2 separate regions of the Anas platyrhynchos genome follow, and region 2 is linked to region 1. The links are chromatin contacts, called in public Hi-C maps. All regions are on one chromosome and are shown on one strand. The core of a region is the stretch at or near the end of the contact, and the rest is flanking DNA. Distances in the headings are between cores, read along the strand shown.

What was found. Hi-C and Micro-C count contacts between places; a contact is called where the count stands out from the background.
Region 2: a contact with region 1 is called in a Hi-C map of liver, with 1.7 times the contacts expected there. The contact joins the enhancer-like site here to the promoter of SLC5A10 in region 1.

Annotation. Positions count from the first base shown.
Region 1 is chr15:17,421,777-17,427,575 of IASCAAS_PekinDuck_T2T, forward strand. SLC5A10 (solute carrier family 5 member 10) reads left to right here and starts at 2,224. Exons shown (of 15, transcript XM_027469272.3): 1 at 2,224-2,382; 2 at 2,829-2,900; 3 at 3,394-3,498; 4 at 4,031-4,090; 5 at 4,196-4,300. The coding sequence starts at 2,272.
Region 2 is chr15:17,517,221-17,523,019 of IASCAAS_PekinDuck_T2T, forward strand. It overlaps EPN2 (epsin 2), which reads left to right. Exons shown (of 8, transcript XM_027469258.3): 8 at 1-2,061. Among named protein-coding and RNA genes, the nearest start is that of B9D1, 8.9 kb to the right of the region's middle. Within about 2 kb of position 3,196, at least 1 of the 8 cell types and tissues checked has an H3K27ac peak or open chromatin away from gene starts, as enhancers often do.

The sequences.
Region 1 (5,799 bases), core at 974-3,473:
ATTGATTCTTTTATGCTAATGTGCTACTTAGGAGTGTAAACAGGATTCGAGCTTCTCGGCAGCGAGGAAGATAACATCTGTTTTGCTTGTTGCTGTGCTGTAACACCTGCAGACAAGGAGAGGCTGCTTTTCCTTAATACCCTAATGCTCATCATCGCACTTCAACCTGTCTTTCTGCCGAGCACTCTTGTAAAATGCAAAATACACGCAACCTTTCAGCAGCCACCCGGTTTCTGGGGACTGTCATGAAGGTGTCGATAAGATTTGTTGTAATTTGTCAGGTTCAGTGCACCTGCAGCGTGCTGCTTCGCTTCAGGCTATGTGCAAGGAAACTAAACCTGTGGCTGGGTGGCAGGGGACAGCAGGGACTTGGGAGAATTTGGGAGTTGTTTTTTTTTTTTTGGAGGGGGACAATTATGGAATTGGGAGGGTATCATGCAGGGGGTATGTGAAGGCTGGTTTTAATGGCCTACTCTGAGCTTCTCAGAGGCTGAACATCCTGGCTTGTGGTGGGTTAGTGAGCGTTTTTTGGGGGTGGGTGTCTGCTGGCACAGCACCTGGGCTGTGACTGAAAATCCTCTGTGTGTTAATCAAAGATCTATGGACTTTTCTTGGTACATTCAGCAAGTGAGATGAAAATTTTATTCAAGCAACTGCTCGCCTCTGTCCAGATAACGTTATTTTCATTCTTTATTCTGTGAGGTTATTTTTCCTCACAGCATTGTTTAATTTTTTACGATCTATCTCTCCAAAATGTCAAAACGCAAGGCTGTGCCTGGTTACACTTTACTTACGGTAGGTTACTGAACAGTTCCGTGGTGTTAGTAGATGCACCAGGCTGACACATTAACACTTGTATGTACTTTGAAAGTGTTAATGCAGGCTGAATTCCAGCAGAGCAGTGAGGGAGGACTTTAATCCTTCCCACAAAGGTGCAAACCCACAGGTGGGGCCGTTGGAGATGGTTTCAGAGAGGAGAAATCCCTCGATCCATCTCAGTGGCGTGCATGTTACCTGGTGTGTGCTTTCTGAATGAATCCTTGTGACATGTAGTTGGGGAGTTGGCGAGTGAGCCAAGCATCCAGTGCAGAAAACAGTCCGATTACTGAACCCAGGGAAACTTTAAAGTATTATTTCATTGTTTCAAGCTGAATTTTGGAGACTGGCTTCATCCCCACGAGCATTTCTGCTGGTCAGCCTTGGCTGGCTTGCTGAGGCTCCACAACTCTGTGCTCGATCACCGATTTAGCACATAAACCCCCCACCTTGGGTTAATTCAGCGCAGTAAAATTGTATTGATTAGGATTAAAGACTTTGAAACTATCGTGGTCATAAGACAGGATCGCTGGACCTTTGGCTTTCCTAGCGGGGTGGCTGGAAGGGAGCAAAGCACGTGTGACTTCACTCGTGTTTTTATGGACTCCTGCAGTACAGCGTGGTCCTGCAGGGTTACCCAATCTCTGTGTGCTTTTCTCAGAGGCAAAAATGCCGGATCACCAGAAATGTGAGCTATTCTTAGAGGTGTTTCACTGGGATCCTTCAAGAGAACGTGAAAAAAACCTGCTTTTTGTACAGTAATTGACTAGTCGGGAGATAATGCAAATTCTTTCCAGATCGGTAGCATCTGCAAGAAAAATATTGGGGTTTGGTTTACAGCTTATAAAGGGCAATGTTAACAAACGTTTACGCTAAGGTAATTTGTAAAGCTGCAAACAATTTCTATTAAACTCAAAAAAAAAATAATCTAAAATGTATAACACTTGTCCTAAAATTGATCCTAAAGCTTCCTTTACTAACGAGGCACAGGTTGTGCAGTCCCCGTGTGCCTGCTGGAACTTTTGATCAAGTCTTAAACTATGAGAAGAGGAACAGCTGCAAAGACTTGAAATTCCTACAGGTTTCATGACAATAATTGGCTAGAGGGGAAAGAAGCTGTGATAATTTCTTGTCCAGCAATGTCTCGACACCAAGCACTGCTGCAAAAGGGCTGCTGAAAGCCCTCAGAAACCGCACCAGAGAAGTGCAATAAATGCCCACTGTAGGAGCAGCCTGCGGTTTCCTTAAAATCTATGCAAAAACGGGGAAAAAAAGGGAAAGAATTGAGGCTCCCACACCGAGCGATGGCCCTCAAACATCTTTGGAAGTGTTGGAAGCGAAGCTCCCGGTGCTGCCTGGATTAATGATAAATTCCCCCAAGCGGCTAACGAGTTACTGATTCAGTGATCCCCTGGGGGAGGCTTTGCCCGGGATGAGGGAGGCAGCAGAGGAGGGATGGAGGGCAATTCCACCGCCGGCTCCTTCGCCCCCTCGCAGCAGTTCAGCGTTGCTGACCTTGTCGTCGTAGTGCTTTATTTTTCCTTAAACATCGCGGTGGGGATATGGGTAAGAGCATTCTTCGCTTTCCGCTTTCTCCTGTAACCGTTTAGAAGCACCAATGTTCTTTTTCAAACCATTTTTGAGGGCTGGCTTTTCTTCCTGGCATCTTTTTGCAAGCCTCTTGTTACTTTCCAGTTGTCGTTTGCATTTGTTGTGTCTTTTGCCCTATTGTGCTGCGTTTGCTCGTGGCCAAGGCTTGGCCCCACAAAACCTCCCCGTCTGGGGATGGAGGCAGGACGGGCGCATCCTCTCGGGGGGTGCCTCCTTTGCTCTTCGTGGCTCCAGGTGTTTGGGGTGCAGCTGCCACTCGCTGTAATTAGCCTTGAGCTGCCGAGCTCCCATTAATTATCCAGTCTCCCGTCTCTCGGCTTCTCGTCTGGCAGACTTGGTTCTTGGGTTCTCGGTGTCTGGGCGCGCAGGGGAAGGGCTGTGCTCATCTCTTCTCCTCGCAGTCTTCGTGCAGGGTGAACAGGAACACCGTCAGTGGCTATTTCCTTGCTGGCCAGGACATGGCGTGGTGGCCAGTAAGTAGAGCCCCCCCCGAGTCTTGTCCTGGGCACCGGGGATGTCCGGCACCGTTCCCCTTCCCACCAAATTCCCCCTTCACCACCCTGTGCTCCGCTGCCTGCCCCCACGTTCCCAGCCCGTGCACCTCCTCCTGCGGGGCTCCGTGCTCCAAGGGAGCCGTGGCTGCCTCAACTCCCCCATTTCTTTGTTTCCTGCCCTTATTTCAGCATCTCCTTGACAAACTGGTTGTAGGTCTTCCTGCATCGCCGGCTGGCAGCTTGCACAGGGCCACCTCCGGGCAGGGCGCGGTGCCACCGCCGTGCACGTGGCTGCTCCTCGTCCTCCCAAAACCCAGCGATTCCACCCCAAACCCAACCGGGGCTGCCGAGGGGAGCTGGGCGCAAGGGAGTGCTGGTGGCGGGGACCTCCTTGTGGGCGTGCTGAGGGATTTTCCTGCCTGCTGTGCCCGTGTCCCCCGTGGCTGCAGGGGAATCCTGCTCTCGCCCACAGATCGGAGCCTCTCTGTTCGCCAGCAGCGAGGGCTCGGGGCTCTTCATCGGGCTGGCCGGGACCGGTGCTGCCGGGGGGATCGCTGTCACCGGCTTCGAGTGGAACGTAAGAAACGCATTGTGGTACCCAAAAACGTGAGTTTCTCGAGCCACAAAGCAGCACGGCCGATGTCACAGCAGCTTCGTGCCAAGACTGGTGGCCTGGAAGGAGTCACGCAGGGGCTACGAGCACAACGCTGCTAATTTGGCTTCTCCACATCATGCCCAGTGCGTGCACAGTGAATTTGGGGTCAACTCAAGTTTTTGCGCACAGGGGGAAGGCTGTTTCAGGGCAGAGCCTCCCCCTCCTGCCCCTGCCTGCCCCCCGATGAGGGGAATGGCCAAATGGGTCACCAATTCCCTGCTGTCCCATGTGCCACTTCCAAAGCCCTTGGGTCCCGCAGCGAAAGCGTGGCATTTGGGTTGCCCAGTGCTCGGGGAGCTAGCAGGGTGCTCATTTTTGGGATGCTGCAGGCTCTGCTGTGGCCTTATATACCCGCTGTTTGAGGCCATTTGGAGACAGAAAGGTGCCTCAGAGGGGCACTGAGGCTGTTTCAGGTGTGTGCCTCCTGCCTGTGCCGCTGCTTCCTTCCCGACAGGCGACGTACGCCCTGCTGGCGCTGGCCTGGGTCTTCGTTCCCATCTACATCTCAGCTGGGGTACGTGGGGCTGCGGTGCCACCGCCATCCTCCCCAAAATCCGCCCTGGTGACGCTGCCCTGCGCCCATCAGGACAGGGCACCCAGCGCTCCCTCCCCTCCGCAGATTGTCACGATGCCCGAGTACCTCCAGCGGAGGTTTGGAGGCGAGAGGATCCGCGTGTACCTCTCGGGCCTGTCGCTCCTGCTCTCCATCTTCACCAAAATCTCCGTAAGTCGCCCCCGCGATGAATTTCCACCCAGCAAAAAGTTTGGGGTTTTGGAGCTGCTGCAGGAGGGGGGACCCTGAAGGATCTGTGGCTGGCTCTCAGGATCCCCAAAATGCGGGATTTCAGGCAGCAAGGAGCCGTTGTGCACCTATTGGATGGCCCAAGCATGCGTGGAAAGTGCCTGACTCACATGGCATGTTCAGGAAAATACTCCCAGGAGTATTTTCACCCCATTTTGGCCTCATTCATGGTGTGCAGCCCCAGCTCCTCTCCTCCCTCTGCTATCCCCTTGGGAAGCAGGGGAAGTTTTCCCAAGGAAAGGGCAAAGCGCTGGTGGCACCGGGACAGAGCAGGGCACAGAGCCCTGGGGCTGGAGGTGCTCTGAGAGCAAACAGCTCCGAAATGATCCCGATCCCGAGGAGAAAACTCCTGGAGGGAGCAACCCTGCACCGCCCTGAGTGGGTGAATCCAACCCTGGGGTGTCCGCAGGGGGGCAGCTGTAAAAAGTGCTTTTTGCATGGGGTGGCTGCAAAAACAAATAATAATAATAATAAAAAAAAAGTCGCCAAGTCACCGTGCTTTTTGCATGGGGATGGTCGAAAAAAAAAAGGTTATTTTTGCATGGGGATGGTTGCAGGAAAAAAAAACGCTTTTTTGCATGGGTCGCAGAAAAAAATGTGCTTTTTGCATAGGCGTGGTTGCAAAGGAAAAATAAACCAGCGCTGCTTTTGCATGGGGCTGGCTGCGGGAAGGAGGGCCGGGAGGGAGCGGGGCTCCCCACGCAGCGGCGCTCCCTGCCCGCGGCTGCGCCCCGCCGTGCTGCCATTTCCCTTCATTTATTGCAACTTGCGTGCTCCTCGCCTGCTCTGTTCCTGCTGCTGCAGGGCTTTGAGCGTGGCCGCAGCCTGCAGAAGCGGTGCTGGTGACTCTGTCGGTGCAGCTGCCACCTGGATTTCCCCCTCCCAAAAAAAAAAAATAAAAAAAATCTGGAGCTGGAGCTGCCCAGGTTTGGCTGCTGCTCCCCACATGTGATGGGTGGCAGCTCCCGGAGCATCAGCCGGGTTTGGCAATGGCACATTGATTATTCCCTGGTCGTCCTGATGCCCAGGAACATGCTGTCACTTATTCATCCCCTGTGCTGCCCGGGAGAGGTCCGGTCCCTGCTCCTGTGGGCACAGGGAGGAGCTCGAGGGAGATGCTGTGTGAGGCTTGCCGGGCACTGGGAGCCAAGCAAATCCCTGCTGGTGCCTACAGGGAGAGGTTGGAGGCTGGGGTGGGATTTCTGGTGGTTTTTTTTTGCTCTTGCTGCTCTGAATTTAAAGAAGGAAATCTAATTTGAGGGCTGCTCATCTTCGAGTCTCTCCAGGTGACCACAGCCGCTGCCGAGCGGCTCTGCCCATGCCCTTTCTCAGCCTTTTCTGCGCCTTCTTTGGGCTGTTGGGTTTTCTGTCACCTCTGAGTCACGCAGGATCCAACAGAAGAGGATTCGGCCTTGCACGGG
Region 2 (5,799 bases), core at 1,946-4,445, 96 kb after region 1:
TCCTCTTGATACTATTGAATTGCAAGTAGGATTCAGAATATTCATCTGCTTTTGTTTTTATATAGGAGGAAAAAAGAATTACTGTCCACACCCAGTATGTCTTTTAAAAAAAGAAAAGAAAACAAAAAACCATTCATGTTGCCTTTCAGAATAAGGAAAAAATACTTTACTTTTTTGTTGTTGTTGAAGTTATTGAAAAGTGTAGACCAGGAAGGGTGTGATTCTTGCAGATGGGGGGGGGAAAGTGCTTTCCAATTGATCTGTGGCAAGATTTATCCTGTATTATTTTTCCAATTTAATTTTATCAACGGTGGAATTGAGGTCACTCAATGTTTTTTCCCTTAGTCACTTGAATGCATTTGCAACAGTTAGATGGGGCATTATCTATTCAGCCAAGCAGTTCTAATCACATCCTCTCGTCAAACACTCGCTTGCTGTTTTCCAAGGCACGACGGGGTTGATAGTAAGCATTTAAAATTATCAAGTCATCTCGAGCTCAGAGTAACGATCTGTCACCGTGAATTGGGAAAAATGTGATGGTCTGGTAGGGAGCCCTGGCTTCATGAAACTGCTGACTGGCAAATTGGTGCTTTTACCAAGCCACTTCTGTAGGAGCCATCTACGTTACGTAGACAGGTGCGTATCGCGCAATAAACCATGGCAGGACACTGAACGGCCATCAGCGCTGCGAAGCCTTAGGCTGAGGACTCCAGCTGTGCCCACCTTCCCAGCCCGACCCGGGCGTTATAGGGCAGGGGGATGAGCGGCTGCGGTGCTAAATCCGCTGGGCTGGAGCCGTGCCCGGACCGCGCGGGTGCCGGGCAGGCGCGGGGTGCGCCGCCGGGGATGCTGCAAGGCGGCTTCTGCCCTAGCCAGGTGAAGCTTCAGCTGTGCCCAGAATGGTAACTCTATTTCACGGCGATTTAACTGCTATCCGGAATAATTCTCCCCCCCTCCCCGCCCTCCCACCTCTTCTTGCATGGGGGACGTACGCGTATCCGATCGCGTCTGCTCTGGCGTCTCTCTCTCTCCAAATGCATTTCCCTCTTCCCCTTCTTTTTCTCACTTGCGGATATTAAAAAAGTGCTTTTGATTTTTAAAAATGTTAGTATCCCAAAATAGCCTTACTGGTCAAATTGACCAAAGAGAAAGTGTTAATTATTTTGTAAAAAATAAAAATAAACAAAAATATCTTGGCATAATTTTAAACCCAAAATAAGCTCAGTTATTTATTCAGTTTTATACTATATAGAAACTAAACTACATTGAGGGGACAGGGAAGGAAAACCGTGGTGGGTTGTGGTGTTTACAGTCTTTTTGAAGTCCCGTAGCTAAGACAACTATTGTTATCCATCTTCCCTTTTGCTGTTACAGTTTCTAATGTGTACTGTATGTATTAATATTGCACAAATTGTGGAGAAATATATGGTTTATTTTTCACAGCAGAATCTCACAAGACTCGCTTCCTTTACAAGTGTTACAATTTAAATATTTACCAAACTGTTTTCATAATACTGGGAGCCGGCTGCTTTTTATGAATTTGTGCTGACTATTGACATTATTTACTGTATAAATAATTTATCATTTGTACTATTGTATCATAATGTCTGTATCTTTGTGTCATTTTTCCCGAGCGATGTCACAAATGTGATATTTAATAATGCCATCAGAACAGTGGAAAGACAAGGGGTTTGTAGGTGACTGGTCAGAATTAAAATTGTATTGCTTATATTCCAGACGTGTTGCTTTTTCGAGACTCTGCGTAGTGTTTATATCCTGTTCAAAACTGTTGCTCTCATGCTTGATTTAGTTCTCAAGAAAGCTGATGGATTGGTTGAGATTATTAAGGTGTGTGCTAAAAGTCCTAGGCTCTAGGAGAAATCTAACGGTTATTGAGAGTAATGCTTCTTGTACGTTGTCAATGTGATTTCTACGATGAATTCATCACTTTCCTGGGGCAGGCCTGCTCTTACTATGAGAAAGAAGGGTTTCTTATAGATCACTTAAATCAGAATCAGTTGAGACCTTACTAACTCAATAAAAATGAAGACTTGTGTTGCAGGTGGCTGAATTGCTTCTTTAAACCACGTTATCGTTCAAACAGCGTTTTTGGAGGGATGATCAACTACCTTTCTCTGCAGAGGCTTCAGTATCTCTGTCAAGACGGAATCTGGGGAGCATTTGACTTTTAAAGCCAGGCAGTCGTGGAATAAAGGTTGGGGGAACTGACAAAACTGACTTTTGGACTCCGTGCTTCCTGTTGTTGCAGTCGTTGCCGTACCGCTCCTGCAGCCTTGGCTCTGCCCCATCCCTCGAGTGGCCCTGCAGGTTGGGTAGCAGCGAGCCTGCCTCCAGCTGGGAGGTGATTTCGGCTTCTCATTCAGGCTGGTTTAAATGGAAGGTACTTCATTATCAGGCTATGTCAAGAGCTGCCTCTCCAGAGCCCCTCCAGGTTTCCTGGAGCTGCGGTTTGCTGCCAATCAGACCGATCAGTAATCAAACACTTCATTTCTAGTGCTGCGACTGCAGTGGGGTTAGAGACCTGATGATCAGAAAGGCGGGCATGGAAAAAAAAAAGCATCAGTTCTGTCTTTAATGGTTTGATTTCAGATTTGTGGCACAGAGCTTGCTGTGGGCGTTCCACAAACCCACCGCTTCAGCAACGCTCCAGGTTCCCTGGGGAGCAAGTTTGCCTCCGGTCAGGTCTTTAATTCATTTTGCTTCTGTGTCGGGGCATGAAAGGAAAAAAGAAAAACCTCTGTTGCCACCCATGACTGCCCTGACACCTTTTTGTTTTTTGTACCTCTCCTTTTTACAGAAGGATGTTCTGTGACTCACGTTCTGCTCCTCTGCAGGACGGCTCTTCTCTGCCGGTGTGGTTTTTATTGCTCCTGTGGCCCTTCTCTCTTCTCGTGGTCAGTGCTGCTTTGCTCTTGTACTCTGTTTTCCTCTGGCCTCTCGAAATTGCATGGTTTTTTGGAATAAAGGTGCTCGTTACAGGAAAGGTTTAGGAAAAGCTTGAAGTGGAAATTTTTGTGATGAGTGTATAATACCCTTAAAAAGGAACTTAATATTGCAAGCCAGAGGGGCTCCTGAAGCTGTTGGGAGAGATTCTTGCTGTGCCTGCGCCTTCCTCTGACCTTGGGCAAGCGCCTTTCTCCCTGCCCCGGGTTTCCTCTTCCTTTCTGCGAAGCGAGATGGTATTTGCCTGCTTTGGGGGAGGAAGAGAGCTATCTGGATAAAGTATTATCTAGAGGCTTGCCCTCATCCAGTGTTGCCAAGTATTTTTGCTGAGTACGAACATTGCTGCTACCTCTTGTTTGTCCTGGGTTGTGAGCGGTGCAAGCTGTGGTCTTCCGCTCGTTTTCATCGAGCTGGGGGGAAATGCTTTGAGCCAGTTTGTGCTCTGGCTTTGGCAAGATTTCTGCAACTGCCTGCAGCCCGCTTTCCGGAGAAGCAAGTTGGATTTACACAGACCCCCATACTAAAAACTTCCTCTTTTTTTCTTTTTTAAAGCTGTCATCTGCCTTGCAGGTAATCAGCTCCCCTCCGTACTGTGAAGTGGACACAAAATGAACATTGATTTTGGAAAGACGGCAGTTTGTTTGGGAGCTCAGGATTATAAATAGCTAAGAGCCAGCGTTGTACAGTGCGGTAGCGATCCTGCCTCTCAGTGTCTTGCTGTCAATCGATTATACCCTCTAATTGTTGAAGACTTTGGGTTTCAATGATTGGAAATGCCCCCTCCCCGTTCCCTTCGGTGCCTTAAACATCCCTGCCAATTCCCCATTAGGGTGGTTAATTGGTAGCAGCGTGGCGATCGATAGGGGATTGGCAGCCTCCCAGCGTAACGCAACCGAGGGGTTCGCAAGGGCTGAAATAGGAAATTGTAAATGTTGGGAGCGCAGCAATAGCTCGGGTGGCTGGGGGAGCCCTGTTAGGACACAGCATGCTGCAGCACTGGAACTACTGCAGGTGCCATCGGAGCTCCATCCAGCCCAGCAGAGGTTTCCTTGGGCTGTTGCATTTAACAGTCACTGATGCAGCTTCGTGACCCGTTGGAAACCACAGCGTGCTCCAGGGCTGGATCAGGCAGGGCTTTGTGCCCCGGAGCAGCACGGAGCTGGGGGTTGATCGCAGGATGCTGGCTTGGTGCAGGATTGTTCCCCAGCCATGGTACCAGCAAGACACCTGGGGATTCCCTCGTGCTGTGCCTTGACCACCTGAAGTGTTTTCCTCCGCAGGTAATCATCCAACACGTTCCTTGGGTCACAGCGGGGTGGGAACCTGGAACCTGGGAAAATCAGACCAAGGGGGGCTCTTGTTGGTGTAACAGCATTCGACCTGGGAGCCCTCGGTCTGGTCAGGTTGGTGTTGTGCTGGGCGGTGGTGGAGGTAGATTTTCTTACCTTTTTTTTTTTTTTTAAATGTGTTCAGCAAGCCTGGCACTAACCGTAGTGATATTCTCGGAGGTGAGTTTGGGTACTTAAATATCTTGGCCTGAATAAAGGTATAAAAATAGAAGCCTAGAACAGTTAGATGCTTCTGCTAATCTTCCTGCTGAAGGACAGGAGACCGAATTGTTTGCACCCAGCCAGGAAAGCCGCCTGCTCTCACCGTACCCTTGCACCACAGCCCCCATCCTGGGGTCTCAGGCCTGGTTTCAGTGGCCAAAGGATGCTTCCTAACAGGATTTGTGCTCCCAGGACACGCTCAGCCCAGTGGTGGGAGCCTGTGGCAGGGGCTGCAGTGGGGTCTGGACTTGGGGGGTGCTCAGGAGGGCTTCACGGTGCTCCCACAGGGGCTGGGATCCTTTGTGATGGGCAGAGAAGCTGCTGGTGATGAGACCAAGTAGAGTCGGAGCTGAAGCTCTGACTTTCTTCAGATCTGGCTGGTTTGTGCCTCTGTGGTTTTCTTCATTCTTTTTCCTTCCCTTTTTGGAGCGGTTCACAGGAGACTCCTGCTCCTTAACTGCCGGGGAGCAGTTGTCAGCTTGAATTTGTCTGCAAAGACTCTAATTCTCAGATGGAGATAATTTCTAGCTGCTGCAATACTCCCGTTGCAAAGTAACCTCAGCAGCCTGAGGACAAAGGCAGCTTCTTGAATGCTCGCAGATGCCCAGATTTCTGGCTCAGTCCCGCTCCCTGCAAGGCAGCTCAGGTGGTTCCTCGCACTGGCAGGTGTTTGCCCCGGGGTGAGGAGCAGCAGCAGGACAGCTGGCACCGTTGTGCTGAGCAATTCTCCATGGAGGAACAGGAGGGATTTGGGTGTCCTTCACACAATCCTGTTAGCTAATTGTTATTAGCAGTCACCAACACCCTCCTAAGGGCTGGAAACTGCCACGAGAGGGCAGAAGCTGTTGCTGCTGTTTCCAGTTTTGGTAGCAAAGGCTGCAAATACCAGTTCCTAAGGGTTTCCAAACAATTTTCCTGACAGGAAGAGGACACTGTTCAGATCACGTCCTTTGCTGCTTCTTCCCAGGTTGGCTCCCACCCCCATGGCAGGAAGGCTCTCCCACAAGGTCTGTCTTGACACCAGCAGCTGGCTGCATCAGCCCCTTTGTGTGTGTCCTGCGAGGTGGCACTGCCAAAGCTCCTTGAGACCACGCTGGCAGAGGAGGGAAGGCTGCTGCAATGTCCTCAACTATCTCAGAGGCTTCGTTTACCCCTAACAGGTCTCACCCGTTGCGGTGGTGGTGATGTGTCTCCTGACATACCCTATGGCAGCAGAGCAGCAGGGTGCGAGTTCCAGATGAAGAGTTTTTCCTGGGGAGTTAGGAGGTTCACGGCCAATTTCACT